2 separate regions of the Zea mays genome follow, and region 2 is linked to region 1. A link is a contact called in public Hi-C data. All regions are on one chromosome and are shown on one strand. Each heading gives the region's core, a stretch centred on a gene start, on an enhancer-like site or on the middle of the called end of the contact. The rest is flanking DNA. Distances are from core to core; before and after follow the strand shown. Region 1 holds the start of LOC100275597. Region 2 holds the start of LOC100275636.

The links. A called contact is a pair of places that touch in the nucleus more often than the background predicts.
Region 2: a contact with region 1 is called in a Hi-C map of leaf, with 5 times the contacts expected there. The contact joins the promoter of LOC100275636 here to the promoter of LOC100275597 in region 1. A contact is called at or near these places in 5 of 25 Hi-C or Micro-C datasets (bundle sheath, ear, endosperm and 2 more).

What each region holds. Positions count from the first base shown.
Region 1 is chr1:266,359,534-266,366,183 of Zm-B73-REFERENCE-NAM-5.0, forward strand. It overlaps LOC100275597, which reads left to right and starts at 2,142. Exons shown (of 3, transcript NM_001149647.1): 1 at 2,142-2,404. The coding sequence starts at 2,303.
Region 2 is chr1:266,554,474-266,561,232 of Zm-B73-REFERENCE-NAM-5.0, forward strand. It overlaps LOC100275636, which reads right to left and starts at 4,712. Exons shown (of 3, transcript NM_001149683.2): 1 at 3,234-4,712; 2 at 1,465-1,511; 3 at 917-1,370. The coding sequence starts at 4,586. The coding sequence ends at 1,277.

The DNA of each region.
Region 1 (6,650 bases), core at 892-3,391:
CCGTGCATTGGATTCCATGGGTGCCGTGCCTACTGGGGGCACTATCAGTGGGAAAGGGTCAAAGGGCGAAGTTAGGGGGTGTTTGGTTACATGGGCTAATTTTTAGTTCCTACAATTTAGTCCCTTTTAGTCTCTAATTTACCAAACATAAGGACTAAAGAAGGGACTAAACCAATTTAGTCTCTAGTCCCTTAAGGGGTGGCTAAATGGGACTAAACCTGATTTTTCCTCATCTACCTTTATCCCTAACCTTCCACGCCGCCGGCTCTCTTTCCTCCCCAATCTTCCGCCGCCAGGATCGTCCTTCCTTGTGTCCTCGCGTTCCAGCGTCTACCAGCACCTGTAGTGTATTTGGGTGTATGGCATACTGCTTCTTCAATCGTTGTAAACAGTACGGTTGCTTCCTTTTTAACTTTTTTTCTACATTGTATTTCAAGGGTATTTGAGTCTTTGGACAGTATATTTAATGACTTTAGAATTTGTTTATTCCCTAAAACCAAACAAAGAGGGACTAAAGTTTAGTCCTAAGACTAAAGTTTAGTCCTAGAACTAATTGAAACCAAACATGGCCTTAATCATTGCAAGTTTGCAATGGAGACATAGACTTGCCTCTAAGTGGTCCAAAATTATTTTAGTGGCTCTTCAACTCTAAAAAAAATAGAACGCGAACACTAGATTCACCTTGGATCAGCTTCTACTTAGATCTAGGATTGTATTGGCAGTGAAAAACTGGTTGGTACAGTTTCGCGGTGAATCTCGTCTCGTGGATCAGCACAACAGTGAGCCAGGTGTAGCCCAACAACAGTCTATTAGTGCAAGCTTTATCTCTTTTGTCTCACTGTGCACTCGGGGCCACATGTCAGGCTCATCTTCTTGCTTTCATCCCTCGTGCCGTGGCCCGTGGGGAGTTTCGCGTGGTAGCCACAGCCGCAGAGGAGCCGAGCGGGCACGCACAACCACGCGTCGGGAAAGGCTGGGGCCGGCCAAGGGGCTGCGGCGGTCTCTGTCGCGACGGACGAGAGGCGCGGGGAGGAGTTGGGCGGGCGCGCACGCCGGCCCCAGCCACGATGAACAAGAGAGGAAGAGCGCGGGGAAGAGTTGGGCGGGCGCGCACGCATGCCCGTGAGTCGAGGGTGACTGCGACTGCGACAGCCGAGAGAGAGGAACAGGCAGCCCTGCCGAGAGAGGAGGAAGGTGTCGCGTCGCGACTCGCGAGCTCAGACGAAACAGTCGCAGAAAAGAAAACAAATGAACCATACATTTGGATCTGGCATTAGATTTTTAGAGCGTCTCTTGTGGTGCACCAGAAAATCTACGAAACCTGTCTCTAAATTTGATTTTTTTTTGTGATTTCGAATTCATGCTTCCGATGTTTGGATGAAAAAGTATTCATAAGTTGTTGTTTTTTCAGGATTTAGAGCATTTGGAGCTGTTCCAAGCATCGCTTTAATGAAGTTCTCGACCAGATCCACCACTTGAATAATTAGGGGGTGTTTGGTTTCTAGGGACTAATGTTTAGTCCCTTCATTTTATTCCATTTTAGTATATAAATTGACAGAGTTTTAGTTTCTATATTTGATAATTTTATAACTAAAGTGGAATAAAATGTAAGGACTAAAAATTAGTCCCTACAAACCAAACACCCCCTTAGTATTGTTTCTTAAATTTTAAGTAAAATCATCACTCCCTTGTCCCTTCGTCCCGTAATTTTTTTTGAGTGCAAAATGATTTCCCGTTTCATTCTAAGTAACTTTAATACCAATCGGTTTTCCTTGGAAAAAAAAGAAATGCAACAGTGTCAGCAAAGAGCTTGGACACCTGGGAGTGGGAGCCGAGCAGCCAGCAGCGAGCACTCTGACGTGTAACCGGTGCAACGGCTTCCACCTATAGAACCCCACCGAAGTCAGAAGTCACGAGCTCCGCGGTCGTCTTGCCCAGTCACGATTACCGTCACCGCGTCCACCGTACAAGGGTAGGCTCACCTCCTCAATTTCCCGTCTGGGAGCTCCAAGCACAAGGCCAACGAGACACAACACGGTCACGAGCACAGCGCGAAGAGGAGGCAACCAACCCCTACCGGACGGTGCCCGCACACCCCCCACGAACCCACTTCCTCCTCCAGTTCTCCCGGTCCCGCCGATATCCAGAGAGACGGAGCAGAGCAGGCGAAGCAAGCGAAAGCCACAACCACCGCAAAAGCGAAAGGCGGAGGAGCACAAGGAGATGAGACGATACCACTAGACTAAAGCAAAGCCGTGGGCATTAGAGAGAGACACAGAGAGAAGGCGCGTGGGGCGGCCGGATGGCGATGCACTTCGGCGAGATCACGACGGCCTTCCCAGGCGGCGGCGGCATTGCCGGGGCGTCCACGGCCAGGACAACGCCGGCGGCGAGCCCGTACCAGGTGATGGACGCGCCCCCATCTTCTCCCCTCCCCTCCGCTTCTCCCTCTGCATGTGTGCAACTGAAACTGGAAGTGCTGAGCTTGCCTTTCTGTCTCCAAACTGAAACTGACGCGGTGAAGTGAAACAGAAATTCACCACTCAAGTGGCTGGGGCTGGATGGCCTGCTTGAGAATGTGACGACGCGAGCCGGTGGCTTCGTTGGGCTTCTGCGTGTATACGATTTTGGGTCGAATCGAATCGAATCATTTGGTGGCAGCTTTCACAGTTCGCACTTGGTACGGTAGCGCAGAGATGGCCAGCAATTTGGCGTTTCGGTAGAAATTTTGAAACCACCAGTGGACAGTGGTAGGATTGCAGTTGTTTAAGCCTTTTATTTAAGGGTGCATCAATGCATGGTTGTTGAGTGACCGTGCAGTAGCGCACAGGTATAGCTGCAGTGGCTATTGTGCAATTACGGGAGCATGAGATACCTCCAGGCTCGAGGCAGTTGAAGTCGAAATACTGTTGCAGTCTGCAAGCTTTTTTAATGCTGATTGTCATCATTCAGTAATGGAAGGATATAGATGGTAGTGCAATTGTGCAAACATGGGAGACTTCAAGGTAATTGAAGTGGATCTCCATGAAAAATCTGTTGTAATGGTAAAATATATTATTACAATGGCATTTAGAAGTAATTGTTAGTTTTGATTGTCATTGTTCCTGTTATGCCTTCACCATTTGATGTGTGTTGGTGCCTTTTTGGGCGCCAATCACTCAATACGAACCGTGGCGGTGCTCTCTACACAGGCGTGGACGGTCCGCGGCCAGGGGCCGGACGGTCCGCGACCTGCAACATGGGCCTGGGTTCCCTGCCTGACGGCCGGACGGTCCGCGCGTGCGCAGGGGGCGGCGAAGGTCGCCGGCGGCGCTTGGATCTCGCTCCCGGGAGGGACCCCGTCGGGGAGGAGAGATCCTAGGTGATGTCTAGGCTCAACAGGCCGACCTAGACTCCTCTAATCGATGTAGAGCCGAAGAGAAGCGGAGAATTTGGGGATTGGAATACTAAACTAGAGCTAAACTAGAGCTACTTTTAATGCATAAGGTAAAAACGAGAAATAGACTTGAGTTAATCGATTGTTGGGGGGTCCAATCGGCCGTAGCCCTTCATCTATATAAAGGGGGAGGTCTGGATCCGCTTCAAACTGATTTCTGAGTTAATCCCGCGGTTTTAGGTAACAAATCCCGCGAGAAACTAGGAACCCTAACTGACTCTGCGCACGCGCGGACCGTCCGCGCCACCACCACGGACTGTCCGGACCGCGGACCGTCCGGCCTCGGGGCCGGACCGTCCGCACTGCTCTTTTTAGCGTTCAACATATGCCCCCCTACCTTTTGGTGAAGGTTGATGAACCAAAAGCATATGAACTAAACCTGATGTAAGTCATCGGCTTTTCAACATGGAGATCATTCAATAAAGCACCAATGTATAAAGGCCGTTTCAGATTGTATCCTTCTCGGCCATGACCATTTGGTCAATGGATCAAAAGGAATAGAATGGAGGTGCCCCCCAGTCTGGATAGACAAAGGGACTATACATGTACCATGGATTCATCTTTATACCATTCCATGTTTGAACAGAATAATATAACGATGATGAGTAAACGGGTGGAAAGTACCCTAGTCTCATAGGATGAATAGGCGATGCTTGTTGTGTCGCCTTTCGGGCCGTTTTGTTTACTCGTTTCGTCTTAGCAAGTGACCGGGGTTTCTTCGCTGACCGATCACGTAGAACAGTCTTCTTGCTAGTATCCTTGGAGAGCAACTGATCAAAAGTAGGGTCGGCTATGTGTTCTGCCCTTGCGTCTCCTTCCCTTTTAAAGCTTTGTGTGGAGGCTGACGTCTTTGGCCATAGGCGGACTGTCCGGCAGAGTTAGCCGGACCGTCTGTCTGAGCACCGGACCGTCCGCACGTATGTGCCAGCCCGTCCGTGATGCTCAGGCCAGGCTATTGTGCTTGGCTCATTAATTGTGCTTGCCCCCCGGTGCCTCCGGACTTTTTAGCCTTATCGTCCGGAGCCTTTCGAGCAATCTCTTTTTGTGATAGATTTGATATGCGAGGATCGCCAATGAGGATGTCTTTGCTTTTGCCTTTATCGGCTATTTCGGGCCGAACTAAGATCTTTTTGCATGCGATATCTATTGTATTAACAGGAAATGGTTGTGTGTCCACTTGCATCTCCTGAAAAGCCAACCGGCCCTCATTTATGGCCGATTGTACCTGCCGACAAAAAACATTACAGTCATTGGTGGCATGGGAAAAAGAATTATGCCACTTACAATAAGCACGCCTCTTTAATTCATCTATAGGAGGGATATTATGAGTTAATTTAATGTTGCCATTTTTAAGTAGCTCATCAAATATCTTATCGCATTTGGCAACATTAAAGGTAAATTTAATCTCTTCTTCCCGATTCTTTTGAACCGGCTGTAAGGAAGAACATGCTGAAGATTTGGCCTTTGTTGGCCAAATAAACTCAGCGGTATATACATCTGTGGATTCATCATCTGAACTATCACGCTCTATTAGATGTATAGTACGGGCGGCCGATTTTGATGTCTCTTTAAATCGGCTTTCACAGGCTAAAGCCTGCTGATGTAGCTGGGCTATCGAAAAGAACTGGGTTCCATCTAATTTGTCTCTTAAGTAGGATAGCAACCCATTAAAAACTAGCCCTGCTAGCTCTTTGTCTGCAACATGGATCCGAAAGCATCGGTTTCTAGTGTCCCAGAACCTCCGGATATAATCATTAACCGATTCTTCGCGTCCTTGTCGGACTGAAGCTAAGTCAGCTAATCCTAATTCATATTCTCCGGCAAAGAAATGTTCATGAAATTTATTTTCTAACTCATTCCAGGAATTAATGGAATTAGGAGGCAGGGCGGCGTACCATGCAAAAGCGGTACCAGTAAGGGATAAAGAAAATAACCGAACACGAAATGCTTCTCCATTAGCCAATTTGCCTAGGTGTGCTAGGAACTGGCCTATGTGTTCGTATGTGCTTCTCCCATTCTCACCAGAAAACTTAGAAAATTCCGGTATCCTTGACCCTTGTGGATATGGGACAGTGTCAAACCGGTGATTATATGGCTTTTGGTATGATTGCCCTACTCTGGCTACATTAACTCCGAACTTATCTCGAAATAGTTCAGTCATCTCTTCCCTAATTTTTTCCATTGCACCCGGTGGTAGACCACCGGATCCTGGGCTGTGGGGCTCATTTGGTCGGGTATTAGTATACCGACCTTCTTGCCGTGACCGATCGATAGTGTTGATCGGTTTGTGATTGTATGGTGCATTATGGTTTAAATATGTAGAGGACGAAATATATTGTTGTTGTGGTGTGTAATAATTTGGTGCATGGTGTGCAACAGCAGGTTCTGCATATGTGTATCCGGTTTGTACGGTGGTACATCCGAACTGGCCGGTCGTGTTCGCAATTATTGGGGCGCCACGCGGTAGTCCTGGTATGGCCCGGATTGTCCGACATAGAAAGCCGAACGGTCCGCGTAAGGGTCGGACGGTCCGGGTAGCAGCTCGGACGGTCCGACCGCGTCCAGGGTCGCCGATCTGCCAAGCAGGGACGGCGGCGGTCCTAGGGCGGCCCCGGACTGCCCGGCAGAGCAAGCCGGATGGTCCGCGTATGGGCCGGATGGTCCGGGCAGAAGCTCGGACAGTCCGACCGTATTCAGGGGCGCCGATCTGCCAAGCAGGGATGGCGGTGGTGGTACTTGCCCTGGATATGAGTTCATCGGCATACCATATAATGGTTGGGGCTGCAAATCCCTATTTGTTGCCGATGTATTAGACATAGATATCCTGTTACTAGTCTCATATGATGGAAAACTAGGAGCAACAGACTTCTCCAACGTATGCGTTAATTTTCTAATTGACTCTTCTAACCCTCCAATCTGTTGTTTCATTTGATTCTGCTGATGATCTACATACTGTTTAATAAATTGGATGTCGTCGGGTTTACTTACGTTGGGGACTTGAAGCGAAGATAGAAGAGATGCGACGTCGGTCTCTCCATGTTTGACAACTTTCTGGTGGCGATCCACCGTGTATTGTGATAAGAATTTCTCCTTCGCTTGACACATGTAGTCCTTGTATTGTTGTTGCTCATCGGTCGTCAGACTTTCAACAGCCGGCTTTAGGATATTGTCCGGGGAGATATCGGTGTGATCTTTAGAACCGACCATTTGAGGG
Region 2 (6,759 bases), core at 3,462-5,961, 200 kb after region 1:
AACTGGATAGGGAAAATGGTTGGAGACATTGTGTGTGTGGAGAGATGAGAGAGTTTTTTTTTACTTAAATATAATAGAAAGTCTAAAGTACAGACCACATCATGTAACAAAACAGCACTTTTGGGATACATGTGGCCATGTGGGTACACTGAAGTATATATATCATCCAAAATTCCAAATAGTTTGCTGGCTCGGCTGAAGTAGTGCAATGGTAAGTTGCTTACCTGTACTGGACGTCTGGATCTGTCATTCACAGACAAATTCAGTATATTTATTATTTATGTAAGCTTACAAGCGCCAGATGTCCAGGTAAAGAATTTCACAAAAACTTCAGCTAACTCATCCGCGGGTGTACATATAGACTACAAGAGAATCAATATGTACAGATATGCTGATATGCATAGCATAGGTCCTGCGAGATATTTTCCGGCTAACACACCCAGCTAATATCAGGTTTCAGTCAATGCGTGAGCATAAAGACAACGTACCTGTATTGGCTCCACCTGCATATATTTTGGAAGGGCGGTTCAGATCAGGAATTTTACACAAATTTCTGGTTAACAGATTTGCCAATCCAGCAAATCTGAACATACAAAACCCAGTCGGGGAGGAAAAAGTCCATCCTCCCGGTATTCCATATAAGAAGAGACCGAAACAATGGTCCCGACCGAAAAAATCTCTAAACCCTGACCCTCCATCACTAACGGGTCGACGTCAACTGTCCACTCTACAACAGCCCAACCGAAGGATGGCACACAAGACATCGCAACCCGAGAGCGGATAGGGCACAACGAGGGAATTTTTTTAACCAAGCCTGAAAATTCGATCCCAATAGGAATCAAACTCAAGTCTTGGAGGTGCTACTCAGAAGTCCTTAACCGCTAGGCTACAAGCATAAACAGATTTAATTTGAATACAAGGAACATTTTTTTACAAAAGTTTGCAGTTTGGACATGTAAGCTAAAAGTCATAAATATTCACTCATCAACCTGCAAGCAAGTAAACCAACCACCAGTGTATTACTATACATGCATTGTAGCTCTTGCTGGTGAGAAAGAAGCAAAGCAATAGCTTTTTTGTGACTTGAACGATTGCAAGACCAACGCGCATATCCTCATCACCAAAGATGTGAAATCAGAAAATCATCAACTAAAGAATCAAAAGAACTCTGGCTCCACCCAGCATTAACAAAAAAAACAATCCGATGCAAACTTCCCAACTGACAGCTATTTATTTACATTGTACAGCTGCTGCTGCTGCTTCTTTTCGGCAGGTTTTACTTTGTTCTCATGAGGGTTTTCTGGATCCGTGGGCACTTATCCAAGAGTAGGAGCAAACCAACATTATTACTTGATAAGCCAAAAGTATACCTATCAACCAAGTAGGAAAAGAAGTCAATATCATCGTGCTTTACAGATAAAATAAGTATATAACATGAACTGAATTCCAATTGAAGTCCCCTACCTGCTTTGAGATAGCTTCTTTTTCTTGCCAAATAAAGTGAGGACCCACTGCAAAAGATAACAACAAATACTTAGGTTTGGGAATAGACTACTTGGTTATCATCATGAACAGGAAGGACCGTGTAAGCACAAAGGGATGTCACGGCACGAGCTCACGTCTAAAGAACATTTGACATTTATGTAGAGGTGTAATGTAGCAATCCAATTAAACTCTTCTGGAATAATGCCTACATCCAGTTTTTATTTATTTAATTGTTTTTATTTTACTCAACTTTTATGCTAGGTAGATAGATATTCATGTGTTAGTGCTTTAATGGTATGTTGGTCACATGGTTAAGAAGTGACTGCAGAAGAAAAAACATCACACCCCACAAATAGGCACAGGCAGTACAAGCAAAAAGCAATTAGGACAGTGAAAGTACACAACTTGCCATTTATTGTCTGGCAATCCACGGTTGACCAGCAAGCCATTTGCCACAAGCACTACAATTATATGACATCAAGAGTGGCAAGGAATCACACACACCCTGCCACCTAAACACACATACAAACACCCTCTAAGTTTCACTCATGCCATGTACTTTTTCTCTAACAGATGCTCAAGGGTAGGGGTGACAATGGGCTCTAAATTTTACACTATAAGATTTAAGGATCGGATCAAATTAGGATCAGACTCTATTTCTATTCATTTTTTAACTAAAATTTATTTATGCCCCTATCATTTTGTGAAGAAGCATTTGGATCGCGATCCATTACCACCCCTACTTAAAGGTGAGCAGAACTGGATTAACAAATTACAAACAGAACTCTGAAAGTGCTATCCTCTGGCCTTATCTTAAAAAATATATATATATGGAAGAAATTATGTCACAGCAATAAGCAACATGAATTTCAATAAAATAAGTCACAGTCAGCAAGAACCATGGAGACTGATATTCCAAATTTATCTCTTGGTTGATGTAAAGAATAGATGAGCTCAGGCTAGCTGCAGCAGCGTCCGCCTGACTCGCGCTCCCCTAGCCCTGTAGGGGTTTAGGGTGCCGCGTGAGCTGCAACGCCGCACACTAAACAGGCCCCTGCGCGCTACAGTTTAAGAGGTGAAAACAGTGAACCGCCAGATTCGGGGAAACGGCAGCCGGTCCCTTACCTGGAGTTATGTGCCTATCGGTATTTTTTATTTGGAGAAAAATAGATAGAGTGATGAATAAATATGCAAAAATAATATTTTATGTTTGTAGTGGGGTATAGGGGATAATTTAGGAGAAACCACTGTGGGAGGGAGAAGAGAAGGGGGATATAGAGTAATAGAGGGGAAAATTTTGGGAGAACCGCTGCGGACAGTCTCAGGTGTGCTGCATTTAATATTGCACAGAACCAACCTGGCTTGAATTCATATTGTGTAAAGCAAATAACAGTTCCCAACTTACTTTGGCCCCTAATGAAATAAACTAAGAAAACAGTTGCAAATAGATAATCATATTAACTACATGCTGCATTGCAGCAACAGCAATATTATGCATTCTACAACAATAATTCCTAAATATGCTCAAATATCTGCTGGAAAGGTCATAGATATTAGATAGCAGCATCCTAGTTTGATCAAATGAATGAATCTACAAGTGATTTTATACTAAATCAGCACACAACCATCGTAACTTAGATCTTAATAGACCACACGGTATTAATAATCTACTAAATGGAGGCGATCTCCAGCAAAATCTTGCAATGTTTTGCACAGCCAGTATCCTACCAGTAAAACAAGCAACATACCTTAAACAAGGCAACCACGGAATATGTCTTGAGGAGTGCCACCCTCTTGTCCTCCGTGAATCTCCTTTCTACAATCCCAACTGCTCGTTTTCTAGGGGAACGGTGTACACCTGGCCCCACCCCAGCTGGAACTCCATCCTTGGCAAGATGCTGCGCAATCTCACAAAGAAGAACAAGTTGTGCCTTCTCTGTGCGCATTGCCACAAGGGCCTGCCTCATCGACTCCCTATCAGCCTCCAGTGCCTCCAGCCTCATGTAAAGCTTCTTAATGTCTGGCTCCACCGCCTCACCCTGGTACTTATCCATGACCCTTGCAATAGGCGCAGACTCACCTTGATGCACCTTGTCAATGGTGTATACCCTATCACTGCCACTGTCAACACCATCAGCCTCGCTTGCTTCCACCCTATCACCACGGCCAGCAGTAGGAGACTCTGGCAGCTCTTCATCGTCATTGTGGAGGTCGCTCAGTTCTTCCACACCGTCCACAGATAACATGTCATCAGCATAGAGGCCACCCTGCTCATGCCCAGACAAGTCCGGCAACGCCTCTTCTGTGTAGAGGTGGGTGCCTTCCTCTTCGTCTTCCTGAAGGGGTGGCTCAAGCAGGGGAGTTTCCTGATCGTGCTCGAGGCGGCAGATCCGGCGCTCCAGATCGAGGGCAACCGCATCTTCTTCCTCCTCGTCCTCGTAGTAGTACTCCCCGTCGTTGCAGCGGAGCTGAGGGTAGTACCCTCCATCACCATCGCCATCGCCATCGGCGTAGCCGTCCTCGCCCTCGAGGAGGAGTAGGTCCTCTTCCTCCTCGGCGGCGGTCTGGGCGAACAGGAGGTCCTCGCCCTCGGGGAGCGGGATGCCGAGGTGGAGGAACTGGCGCCTGTACTCGCGGAGCCTGGCGCGGAGGCGCACCAGGCGGCGCGCGCGCTGGGCGAGGAGCGCGCGCAGCTGGTCGATGTCCGCGGCGTCGAGCGCCATCTTCTCGTCGGCGAAGCGGCGGAACTGGCGGAGCTCCATCTGGACCTCGGCCTTGTCGCGCTGCAGGCGGAGCATCATGGCCATGGCCTCGCTGGCGGCGCTGGCCGCGGCGAGGCGCTCCTCCTCGACCTCGGCCCGCAGCGCCGACGCCGTGGACTGGGCCGCCGCCACCGCCTCCCGCAGCGCCGCGCACTCGTCCTCCGCCTCGACCCGCGCCGTGGGCCCCGCCTCCCCGCCCTCCTCCCCCTTCTCCGCGCCCAGCTTCCGCTTCACGGACCGCCGCCACGGCACGGCCGGCGAGGAGGAGGGGGAGGAGCAGCACGGGCACCGCTCCCCGGCGGCCGGCGACGACGCGTCGTGGTCGTGGTCGTCGTCCATGACGGCGGGGGGTGGCGAGAGGATTCGGAAGGGGCGCGAGCGCAATCAAACCGCAGACGCGGAGCTTTTTCTCGTCTGGATTTGGGAGCGAGTTGGAAGGAACTTGGAAGGAATTGGTGCGGGGAGTTGGGTTTGATGTGTTGAGCCGCCTTCTCTTCTTCTTTTCGGCTTTTCCCCTTCGCGAGGTGGGCCCCAAGTAGGCTCCTCCGGCTGCAAGTGGGGTCTGTGAGAAAGGTACGTGCAGTTGCAGTCTTGAACGGTGTGGCGCCCTACATACAGATACAGTATGTCGTCGACTGTGGAACTTGTCCATTGCAATGTCGCCCAATTTTCTCAGTGAACACCGCCTAGTACACGGAGCGTCCACACTTTTTGCCCATCCCCAGAGCGCGACGCTCTTGAGATATTTATGAGCAAAGGTTGATGCATGCTTGTGTATTGGATCGTAGACGTGGACGCGTTCCAAGGATCTGGAGCCAGTCAAGAAAACGGCAGTTGCATGTGGACAGCACAGCACAACAGGCTAGCTAGCTAGCTTGGTTGTACTGTTCGTCGCGAACAGGTGAAAAACGATTGCAAATGGCCGTCCGATACGGTATGTGTTTCGAACGAACGAACGGACGGGCGGATGGATGGATAGAATTATTAAGCAACCCATAATGCATTCCCTTCGATACTCTTTGTTAATTTTCTGTACGCAGATTTTTCCTAATGATGGGCTGCATGGCCGTATCGATCCCCCGCAGGGTTTTTTATCTGCAGGCTACCGTTTCAGCATTTTAATCCCCAGTCAAATATATTTAATGGTGGCGATCAATCTAATAGGAAAAGGGTAGTACAGCGATAATGAGAGCTGTCAGGTTTAATAATAATAATAATAATGTGATGAAAACCGTTAAGCACAACACTATTGACCAGCCAGTTAAATAATTGTTTACGTGGACGGGAGACCACGAGGTGGACCCACCGTGTCCTTCCATCTGCCCTTTTCGTGCGACTCGCAAGTTCCAAGTTCACCAGAGGATCAGGAGGGGAGTACAGTACAGCACGGATGCTGTCCTGCTAGTCTAACCGTGGGTCGGACGACATTGATCCGTAGGCACGACGATGGTTTCAACACGTGGCCTGATTAAATCCTTGCAAAGTTTCAACTTGCAAGCAAGTACGCTTCTCTGTTTCCGCTGGAACTGAGATCCTTCTGCGCTGGCCATGCCATTGCCAGCCGTCCTTATCGACGCCTGCGTCTCCTGCTCCTGCCGGTTCAGAAAACAAAATAAAAACATGTAATCAAAAAAAAAATGCTAAGGTTTACTCCGTACATGTTACCAGCACATATTTGATTTATTAGACAAATTTTACTATATGTTTTAGAGAGAGAGAGAGAGATGAGTCCTCCGTAGGACAAGATCGGATGGTACCGTATGTGAAAAATACTCAGCAGTACCAAGTAACTATTCTAGCCTTATCGACATTATCAATGTCGCGAGTTGTATTGTTTTTCTTTGTTATTCGTTTATGATGGTTTACCATGTTTTGTCATATAGTAGATTAGGCTTCCTCTGGCATAGTGCAGTATACCTCTCAGTTTTTGAATAAAGATCAACGGGCGTGCATTCTGCTGAGCTTGACGACGACTAGACTAGACATCAGATGGGGTGGCGCGCCACAACAGTTCGATTAAAATTCGATCGGCAACCGCAGATCCACAAAACGAACTGGGCGCGCTGTTTCTGACTTATGGGTTCTTTTTTTTTTTCGTCAGCCTGTTTTATTTTTCTTTTGAGCAAAAAAAAGGCTAACTAAAAGAGATTGGCTTTCATTCAAAACTACTGCCAAAAGTAGCTTAGCGGTAACAAGGCCATCTAGCCTAGTATAAAGATGGCGGTATGTGTTCTGAATAAACGAGTCCCAGACTGCTTCGTTTTTAGCTTTTGCGTCGTCGTCGCTGATACTAGTTTGGTTCTATGAACTATCACGTCATATATGCTAGCTTCTGTCCCCATCGGCATCATCATAAACTCGTGCGGCCCCCCGGTGGTGCACGGGAACGGGCTCTTGTGTGTGTTTCAAGGAGGCGGTGATTATCGCTAAGGCATTGAGAGGATTGAAAGGTCTAAAATACTCTTGCTATATCAAAATTGAATAGCCATCCCTGACTCTTAAACAAGCCCGG